Regions from separate parts of the Dromaius novaehollandiae genome. Here all the other regions are linked to region 2. A link is a contact called in public Hi-C data. All regions are on one chromosome and are shown on one strand. Each heading gives the region's core, a stretch centred on a gene start, on an enhancer-like site or on the middle of the called end of the contact. The rest is flanking DNA. Distances are from core to core; before and after follow the strand shown. Region 1 has its middle 40 kb from the start of PDGFRA. Region 2 has its middle 68 kb from the start of KDR. Region 3 holds the start of CLOCK (clock circadian regulator).

Evidence for each region. A called contact is a pair of places that touch in the nucleus more often than the background predicts.
Region 1: a contact with region 2 is called in a Hi-C map of liver, with 6 times the contacts expected there. The contact joins two enhancer-like sites. A contact is called at or near these places in 2 of 4 Hi-C or Micro-C datasets (brain and liver).
Region 3: a Hi-C map of liver shows a contact between it and region 2, with 4 times the contacts expected there. The contact joins the promoter of CLOCK here to the enhancer-like site in region 2. A contact is called at or near these places in 3 of 4 Hi-C or Micro-C datasets (brain, liver and ovary).

Annotation. Positions count from the first base shown.
Region 1 is chr4:58,240,528-58,243,964 of bDroNov1.hap1, reverse strand. No RefSeq gene overlaps it. Among named protein-coding and RNA genes, the nearest start is that of PDGFRA, 40 kb to the left of the region's middle. Within about 2 kb of position 1,549, at least 1 of the 2 cell types and tissues checked has open chromatin away from gene starts, as enhancers often do.
Region 2 is chr4:58,072,120-58,075,533 of bDroNov1.hap1, reverse strand. No RefSeq gene overlaps it. Among named protein-coding and RNA genes, the nearest start is that of KDR, 68 kb to the right of the region's middle. Within about 2 kb of position 1,658, at least 1 of the 2 cell types and tissues checked has open chromatin away from gene starts, as enhancers often do.
Region 3 is chr4:57,840,236-57,843,690 of bDroNov1.hap1, reverse strand. CLOCK (clock circadian regulator) reads right to left here and starts at 1,638. Exons shown (of 23, transcript XM_064511140.1): 1 at 1,619-1,638.

The sequences.
Region 1 (3,437 bases), core at 300-2,799, 170 kb before region 2:
AAACAAACAAAACTTTAACATTTTTTTCCTGAATCTTAATTCCTTTCCCCCTTTTTTTCCAATGTATTTCAAATGGAAAAATTCTTTTAAGTTCCAGCCCCCAATTGTCCCCATACCAATAATGGGAGAAAATGTTCTGAGACACCAGATTTATGATCTCTAAAAGTTCTAAGGTTTTCTTACACTTGTCAATACCTTTACTGAACTGAGTAGATAAATTATAGGCAGGCATTTACTTCTTAATGTGTAGCATTATTTCTACTATAACAAAAAAAGCTTTTAAACATCTTCTAAAAATTGCTGAATGCATGTCACAAGGAGCAAAGCTTTTCTTTTCTGAGTTGGCCACAAGATGGAAGCATCAGACAAAAATCCATTACTCTTCATTTCCTCATCCTTTTTTCTGTTTTTGTTTCCTCAGCAGCACAGATGTGCTGCCACTGCAGAGGCAAAGCAGCTGGGAGCCTTTACAGAAATAGGAGGTAAAGAAATACATATATTTTCCATCATATCCAAATGTTTTGTTTGGAAGTGCTTTGAATCTGGGTATGATAACCATAATTTTCCATTGGATAAGACCTGGAGTAGACACTCCTACATAAGAATAAAAAACACACTCAGTTCTGCTCTTACCAAGCACAAAACTGAAACAGAGTCAAGAAACTCAGTGAAGTTGCTTGGGATTTACCTGGGCCAAAGTTATTCATTTTGTGTTACAGTTCTTTGTGTTACAGTATAAAGCCCAAATTCTGCAAGGATGGAAACTTTTGTGGAAAATGCCATGCTATCCCACTGGCCTGATAGGTCTGAAGGACACTTTTGCCTCAGAAAAACCCTACTTTTTTTGGGGGGGGGGATTTAGAATAAAATGTGATTTTATACAAGGGGGCGCAGTGAGACCTTAGGTATCCCAAGTTCAATTGAGACTTCTTTCATCACCTCCACATTTATTCTCTTGTTGCTTTAGTATTTTGTTGACATTAGATGAAGGGCAAGAAGCACTCCTGAACTGAGTGGCCAGATCCAACCTTTGTATTACTCAGGAAAGTATGCAAATATGCTTTGGATGAATTTGCAAACTATTCCAAATCCTGCAGCATACTGATAAATCACACATTTCAATATCCACTTTGGCATTAGTACTGCTGCACTCTCCTAGGAGGAGCTTCACCTTCTATATCGTTTCTCCCAAGAACTGATGCAAGATTTGTAAGGAGAGGAATGTGACTATCAGACCAGCTGATACAGCTGAAAAAAACCCTAGAAGTAACTCATGTTGGGATTGGAGGTAGGGCTTGGATATCTAAAAACTTGACTGTGTTTTCCAGCTCTAGTAGTCTAAGAAAAGAAAACAATTCTCTCCACAAAGCTTGCCCTTGCCTTTCCAATCTGCTCAGACCTTCACAGTTACAACAACAATTTCTTTCCACATTTACTTGTAAAGAGTAGCATTGCAAATTTACTTCTGGATGGCTGAGACAATAACCACTGTGTTGCCAGCAGTAGCATGTGTCAGCTGATGCTGGGAGTCTTGGCAATGCCTATTTAAAGCAGGCTTTAAGCTTTGAAATCTGAGCCACCTTGTCAAAGGTAAGCCAAGTACGTATGTGCTACCAGTGACAGCTCTACAAAAAACTGGCTACAACTAGCAAATGTATTTGGGTGTATTTGTATTTACACAAAGTGTATTTGTCAACTTGCTGGTTGATTGCTTTCAAAGGTAGAATTTTGTTTTGCTCACAATCTATTTGACATGAAAAATGAAGAGTGCTTTGGTAGGTAAAAATGTTGCTATGTTGATGTGGGAAGGATGTCAACACTTTAAAGACAATCTTCAATTATAAAAACAAGAGTCTATTGTCGTCATTTAACCTGGCATGCTGTATGACACAGACCAGAGGGTTTTCCCAAATTAATTCCCATTTGAACCAGAGCCTGTCATTTAGGAAAAAAAAAAAAAAAACCAAAACCAGTCTTTTCTCATCTCTGTGAATCCTTGTGTAAATATCAGGTTTTGCAGCTGCTTACATGTGAGACAAGTGTTATTAGTTTGACACTCCAGGCATGCACCAAACCAAGACTCAGTTCCACATTGTTTGCTTAGAGGAGCTCAGAAACCCGTTAGCCATCATTTCCAGACTGATCGGCTGGGTGAATGGGGGAGCGGCTGGATTTCATCAACGTATTTCAATCATTTTCAGTTCAGTTTCTCATTTCTGTCTTTGGCAGTTTTGGTTACGTGTGTGCGATGCGCTGGTGCTCTGTGTATGCAGTGGGGCTTCCTCTGGCTTCCAGTTAGTGGAGGGGAACTGGCCTGAAGGAGGAAAGGTGCCTGTAGCCAAAAAAGTGATATAAAACATTTCCACACTGTAAGAAAACATGGGTGAATTTAGTTAAACGTTAATGTTTTCCCTCTCTCTCCCAAGAGAGAGGGCATAGTTCCTGGCTACGCGGTTAGTGGGTAAAGTCTTGGCGGGATCGTCTGGAAGATGCTGGGGCATGGTGTTTTCCGCTTCTTCTGTCGCCTTGCTAAGATGGCCAGATTTGTTCAGCAGTGCATTCGACTTGGCTGTTTTTCCTCCCACGCAGCATTTTCAGCCTTCCCCTGGCGAAGCGGGCCGGGAGCAGCGCTGCTTCCCTCGTTCAGACTCGCTGCCAAAGGCCAGGGCCGCCGGGGGTCCGGTGCCCCCGAGAGCTTGCATAGCTAATGCGCTGCCACAGCTCTCTTCCCGGGATCCCTGGCTGTTCCCTCGGCAGCGAGCAGCCCTCGGAACTAAATCCTGTGACGAGCGCTGTTGCAAACGTTCAAGAGAAACTGGATGTTGAAGGGAAATGGGTTTGAAAATGTCAGCATTCTGTAAAAGAGAAAAAAAAGTGTGGTGTGAATATATGTTGTTTTACTGTCAAAAACTGAACAGCCCAAACCTGTCCTGCACTGCCAAAAATTAAAAACTTTATTTTTTGGCTCAAATGTTTCAGTATTCACATTTTCTCCTGGAAATGCCATGTTCGCTATGGAAAACATTGACAGAAAGTTTTGACTTTTCTGTTGAAATCCACTTGCACCCTTTCCCTCCAGAAAAGACTAGCGAGCGCATTATGAGGTCCTGTGCTGAGAATGAGACTATGCCATTACAAGGGCCTTTCAGAGGAACTGCTGTTAGAAGTTGCCTTTGAACCACAAGGGAGTATCGATTAAAGATTTGTTATCCTGGCAGGTTCCAACAAAGCTGACAGCCTCTCTAGATAGGTTTGCGGACACGGGAGCTGTGCTGTGTCCTCGTGACCCACCGCCACAGGATGCTCCCAGGGAAAGGCATGTGCCTGCCCACCCTTGGCTTTTGATCCCAGGAGTAAGAGAAGGAAGGGTCCAAATCCTGCCACTGCCTTGCTACTTCATGTAAGTCAGAGATGCTGACAGCAGCATCTAGGATAAA
Region 2 (3,414 bases), core at 409-2,908:
TTATAGAGTCTAATTATGGGGAAGTGGGAGAGAAGGCCCAATCAAACAAAACGTGTTACTGGTCTGCTTTTCATGTTCTTGCTTGGTCCTTACTAGCATGATTCAGCAAACATAACGGTTACGTTCTCCCACAAGGCAATTTTTATAGTTTAAAAAGAAAAATAAAATAGGAAGAACAATTGCTAATTGTCTGCTAATAATGAATGGTTGCTGCTCTGCAGCCTATGAAAGGCAGAACTGTCTGCGGCGCGACAGGCGCGAGGACTTGGCAGGAATTTCCAGGATTCTTTATCTGTTTTCACCACCAGGAAGAAGGAATGAATCTTTTTTTTCCTTTCCTGTTTCTTTGCTTGGAGAAATCTGTTATTTCCTCTGAGATTTACATCCTGACTTATATAAATCTTTGCACTGTTCTCTCTAACATTGCGCTCTGGGAGCCTTCTTGCTAAGAAGCGAGGCTTCAGGAGCATGGGGTAGCATTATTTATTCATCTGACATTAGTAACCTATGAGAATGTGTTAATCAAAGAATTGCTTAGGTTTACAATCATGCAGTGCTGGTAGCAATATGGGATGATTTTCCTTAATTAGGTCTCTCGATATTGTTTAGCACAGTGGCATAACTATGCTAATGCCGTCTGTCGGATTCCACTTGTTTCTTAAAACAAAATTCTGACAGAACTGAATATAGCTTTAGGTGTACTTCTTAATGTAGGTCCTATACGTAAACAATTCATATATATAAATACTTGCATTCCATGCAGGCCAGTAGTGATTATAAAATAATTCCTTGATAACAAACGGTCTTATTTAATGTTTAAATTATTCATTGTTAGGATGTGAAAAATTCAGGAGGGGAATGGGGGAGGAACATTTCCAGATTCAGAATACATACATATATATATATAACTTGTTGTCTTTGGTTGATTTGGTTCACCTATAAATAACATGGTTTTTTTTTCTTTGAAGTAGGGTGCAAGTGGCAAATATTTAGGAAAAGAATTCCAGTTCTTTTACTGTGGAAAAGCTTTTTCCTCAGCCCATGACCAGCAGACAGCATTTCTACTCCAGGGCTCTGGCAGGTCCCACCATCAGCAAAGACAGAAAGAACTGGGAAAAGAAAGAGGATCCTTGGGAAGAGGCAACAAGGATACCTGCAAGCCCTATGAAAGAAAGATGCAAGCAAAAGAAGGATGAGCTGCAATTAGCAAGGAACAAGAAAATTACATCCCCGAGAAGAGAAAAGGCTAATTACTTTTCACTGTTAATGATGACTCTTTCCTGTGGGTTAGCGTGGCTGCTCGTGGTTTCCCCACAGAGCGTGGGAGGTGCCTGAGGCCTGGCTGCCCTCCCCGGCTTGTGCGCGGTGAGCGGGCAGGTCTGCTCCATCCCACCCGCAGCCCCACTGCTGGGCACCGGGGCCACCTTCCCGCACCGTGTCCTGCTCCCGACCACCGCCTTCGGCAAAGGCAAGCGAGCTCGTCCGCAGCCGGTGGGGGCACCAAGAGCTGGGGAATATGCCACAGCCCAAAACGGGCCTCACGGGGTGATACGATAATTCAGGCTAGGCTTTGCTTTGGGGACAGGCTAATGATTTGTCAGTCACCCTGCGCCAGCTCTGACATCAAGGCATGCCGCAAGTGCTGCCTGAGAGAGATGCTTTCTCAGTGGGTTATAAATAATTGAATCCTGATGTTCAGGCAAGTCCTTTAGTTTCCCTTCTGTTTAAACCCTCTGGGAGTTTTGCTGTTATTCTCAGGCTCTCTAATTTATATTGCTGTCAGCAAGTAGTGGAGAAACCTGTTTTTTCTGAAAAGCTTTTGCTTTGGCACCATACCGCGATAGCTTTATTGTTGTTGCAGCAGTTGCACGTGGTGACCTTAAGAAGGGATTAGATATCTGGACCCTGTTCCTCTTGTCTGACAGTAGATGTCTACGTCAGTGGTAGCTGTCTGCATCCAAACTTGGTGCCTAGGTTCCCATCCTATTAGTGGAGATCTAGTCAACCAAGATTAATAATCCATCTGGCCAAATCTAGGCACCAACTTCAGGGCAAGATTAATTGCTCCCTGTATTTCATTGACTCTGTTGACTACCGTGGGTGCCCAGCCACCAAGCTGGAACGTAGCTCTGTGCCTCAGAGGCACCTGGAGTTAGGCAAGAGTCATCTCTCCCTTGTTATCCTGTTACTGTTACACCTGATTGCTGACCCAAACTTCTTAAAATTAGGGCTCTCGGTGTGCTGTATTTACTAAAGTTTACTTAAAAGGCAGATAATTCCGTTTGCTTCGAAATAGCGAATTGCAGTGTAAAACTTATCAAGCCTTTAAGCTTGCAGTGTAGAAGAAGCAGTGTCGGTCTCCCATGCCAGTCCCCAGATTTGACAGTTCTGCAGTGCTGCTGAATTCCACCGGACTGTATGATGTTATTCTAAAATCTGTAACATATGCTACACTATGTGGGAAAGTTGCGAGCGAATCCTAAAGTTTATATGCATCTCCTTGCTGCAGAATGGCAGCTCAAAAGCTTCAGGAAAATGGCAGTGAAACGTGCTGAGGAGAATTCTTCATTAATGCAGACAGACACAAGGCTTTGGTTACACGTGCTTATTCACAAACAGTCACTTCAGTGTGCTAAGTGAAATGAGCACCCACTGCATATGGCTGCCTTATTGCATTAGTCCACATGTATCAGCTGCTGACATTGTTTGAAAGACAAAAGACGTCATTTTCAACGGGCTGAGCTTTGTACTAAAAATGAGCAGTGATCTGCTCCCATATCCTCTCTTTTGCTATCTACTCCATGCCCGGCAAAGAACAAGGGCAAATACAAAAGGCTACAACCTACATAGTCCAGTCATTGTTTCCTTTTCATGGGAAACAAGACTTGTCAATCAGCCAAGCAGCATTTGATCTTATCATATGACCTAAGCCGACTTCCTTGTGCCACACGGCCATGATCCAATCTTCAGGTGCAGACCAGAGGGAACAAATCCTTGCCTAGGGAACACATGCAAAAGAGCGAATTGCAATCCCTGCTACGCGGTCGCATGGCTCTGTGGAGAAAGGCATGATGCTGGGCATGATAACTGTGCCACTGGGAGAAAGCGCAAAGAGCTGACTCACTGAGAGTGTAGTGAGAAAAAGCTACCATCAAGCCTGCAGCTGGCGGCTCTATAAAGATCTCACTCGAATGGACCAAATAGCTTTTGCCTGCAAACTGAAAGTGATTCCTGGGGAACCCTGCCACTCGTTTCGGTGGGACCAGACTCCTCGAGCTTGGTAACGTCAGCAGACCTGTAAAACACGCCCCACCACTTTGCAGAGGTAGGAACCTGGTAGTGGATAGAGTGAAAGGTGGTCGTATTGCCTCTACCATCTTGATAGCCTTGTTGTGGTTACTGCTCACATTTTGC
Region 3 (3,455 bases), core at 389-2,888, 230 kb after region 2:
TAACCTGGATCATTTCCCCAATTGAGTTAGGGACGCGGTTCCACCCACAGCCGTGCTGGCATGGCTGAGGGGGGCAGCACAGAGGCGAAAACACGGCACAAGGAACAGACGGGCCTGTTGGTCAACACTGCCACCAAAAGCACTGCTTGTCAAACTATGCCCTAAAAAAATTACTCTCGCGGTTCAGAGGATCAGGATCCACGATCAACCACTCCGTCTTCACATGCCACTTCATATCGCAGCTAGAAGTGTATCTGACTTTATCAGCGCCGCTTAATAGGTCAACTTTTAACATTTATGTGAAAAAGCCGTTACAAAAGTCTCACGACAAATGTTTTATTAGTTTAAAAACACTCCTCCTCATGGGAAAAAAAACCTGAATTTATATCCCAGGTCAAAAGTAATCTGAATTTGAAAACGAAACTGAACAACGAGCAAGCCCGGCTTGCGAACAGCACACAGCTCAGAGGAGCCCGCCGGGACCCCGCGCCCCGCCGGCCGCGTTTAGCACACGCACGGTGTCCGGCACGCGGGTTTTGCGGACGCACCCAAGTCCGACCGGGACCGGGGACTATTTCCACAAAATCCCGCGCTTAAGAGGCCGTGGAGCGGCGCGGGAGACGCCGCGGGCGCCGCACCGAAGGTCCCGCAGAGGAATGAGGGACGCGCTCGCCCGGGCGCTGCCCGCGGCGCACCCGCGCTGCCCTCCACCTGCCGCAGCGCCGCCGCGCCGCCGCCCCGCGCCGCGCCCGGGCCCGCGGGCCGCCCCGCGCCGCCGTCCCGCGGCCGCGTCGCCTGCGCGGGCCCGGCGGCGGCGGCGGCGGGAAGGGCGCTGCGAGCCGCGGCGGCAGAGCGGCGGCGCGGGGAGCCCCGCGGCCGCCCCGCGCGCGCGCAGCCCGGGAGGCGGGGGCGGCCCCGGCGGGCGCCGGGCCAGGCGGGCCGGGCTCCAGACGTGCCCGGGAGTTGTGACAGGAGCGAAGTGGGTCACCGGGCCTAGCGGGTGCCCCGCCAGCGTCCCCGGCCCGCGGCGGCCGCCGCCGCCGCCGCCGCCGCCGCCCTGCCCAAGGGCGGCCGTTGCCCTCGGCGCGCACCGCCGCTGCCCTCGCGGCGGGGGGACCCGCCGCCGCTGTCAAACTTCAATGGCTCCCCTTCACCGCGTCCCCCGCGGGGAGCCGGTCCCGCCGCGCCGCGCGCTCCTTACCGGCGCCGCGCAGCCCCTCCCGCCCGACCTCCGCCGCGAAGCCGCTTCCTGCGCGCAGCGCCGACCCGCCGCCAGCACAGAGCCTCCTCCAGCGGCAGCACCAGCTGCCGGGCCTGGGAGTCCCTCGCCACCGCGCCTGCGCCGCCGAGCCCACCGGCGGCAGCCGCGGCGCCTCGCGCCACCGCGCGTGCGCCGAGGCGCACTGCAAGCCGCAGCACCCCGGCCCCTCCGTCGCGGCGGCCGCACCTGCGCATGCGCCGCGCGCGGCGGCGGCGGCGGCGGCGGAGCCGCTTCCCGCCCGCCACCGGCCTTCCCGCGCGTGCGCGCTGCCCGCCTCGGAGCCGCCCGGCCGGGCGCCGAGGGGCGGCCGCGCAAGCGCGCTGGGGCGCCGTGCCGGCCTGACCTCGAGCGCCTCACCTCGCTTCACCCCGCCGCCCGCCCGCGTGCAGGGAGGAAATGGCGGCGACCGCTCCGCCGAGTGCGCGAGCCCGGCCCGGCGGGCCGCCCGCCCCAGGTCTCCCGCTCGGCTCCCGCGATCGGCCGCCAGGCTGCGCGGCCGCCGGGGAGGGCGGCGGTGGCGCCGTGCGCCACGGCCAAGTACCGCGCCCCGGGGCTTCTTCGTAAGCAGGCGCGGAGCGAAGCCCGTGAAACGGTTTCCGCTGCTCGTAGTGGTTTTCCTACTGGGGCGGGCAGCTTAGGAGTAGCTCCTCTTCCGGGCAGCCGCTCGGACGTGTGATCCGCTCGGGGCCCGGGGAGGCGGGCAGCACGGCGGCGCTGCCGGGGCGCGGCGGCTGCCGGTGAGGTTCAGGCGCTGCGATACGGCGCCGTGGTGAAGCGGGTGCCGCTCGCAGGCGCGGGGCAGAGTGCGGGCTCCAGTGTATGTAAGGAGCGAGTCCGTGTGTGGGCGTGTAATACTTTTAATACCGGTTTTGTAACATTAAAAATGAGCAGTTACCCCAGCCGAGTTTAAACATCTCAGTTTAGCTAACACCTATTGAAATTTTAAAAGTTACGTGATTTCAATAGGTGTTAGCTGAACTGAGATTTTGAATATATAACCTTTTAAAGTGGAAGTACTTGGTGCTCATGTCTGACAGCTGTCCGGACCACCGAACTGGTGGAAGACTCAAAGCAAGTAAGCTTCCCACTTTCTGAATGAACAGCAGCAATTAATACAACTTCTCTTTTGCCAAACCTTACAGACTTTTGTGTACAGCAATGTAAAAGCATAATTGTGAACTCGATAAATTGAAGTGTCCTAAGCATTTTTGTTAGTCAAACTATACACTGCGATGAAGAGTAGCTTTGTTCTGAAAATATATTATTTCAGTACAGGGAGATACCACTAATATGAGTTTGCAGGACTGTCGCCAACAATAGAACTTACCACTGTTTTGTGTGTGTGCATGCAGGCATTTTGGAAGCTTTAAAAAAGTGTAAGATGTGCCTGTAAGATGTGCAGACGAAGTTGTATTTATTAGCTGGATCATTTTTCAGAAGCAGCATTGGTTATCACAGTTAATCAGCCAGATGTCTAGTAGACAGTTTGCCGTCTTTATGCTTAATTGTAACAGACCCCAGTCACGCTGCCTACTGCAGGACTGGAAGATGCTTAAATGTGCAGTGATTCTGCTAGCATAAACCTGTTCTACATGCAGCAGAACATAGGGAACCATTTTCTGAAAAAAAAAAAAACATTACTCAGTGGTAATACTATGTAAATATTCTCAGTTTTCTTCCTCAGTTACAAGGATGTTTATTTTTCAGTTGGTCTCCTAAACAGTAATGTGTCTAAAAATGTGATTACAGATGTGTATCTCTAGAAGTTTAATCAGCCTTCTTCCCCTGTGACCCTCCAAAAAAAAGTGTTTGTGTCTGGAAGGAAGTAAGGAACTTGATCTGGCTGCAGAAATCTCATGGATTTTCCTTTCTGGATTATTTTTCAGGTAGACCAGTCTCCCTGTCTGATTCACCATGTGACCATACAACTTAGGCAAAGGTAGTGGTGGGGCAGGAACCTCTTAAGTAGTAACACTGCCAAAGAGCTAAACATAACCTCAGTTTTTCCACAGTAAGACTTTTCTAAAGGATTAGTAAAAACACTTGATTTCTGTTTTTTACTGATTCATAATACTTGTGGCTTTCAATGAAGGAAAATGTGATATAAACAAAATCAAGTATTTCATTACTCATGCAAAGGATAACACTCCTGTCATGAAATGCAGAAAAAGATAATAGTACGCAACAGGAATGG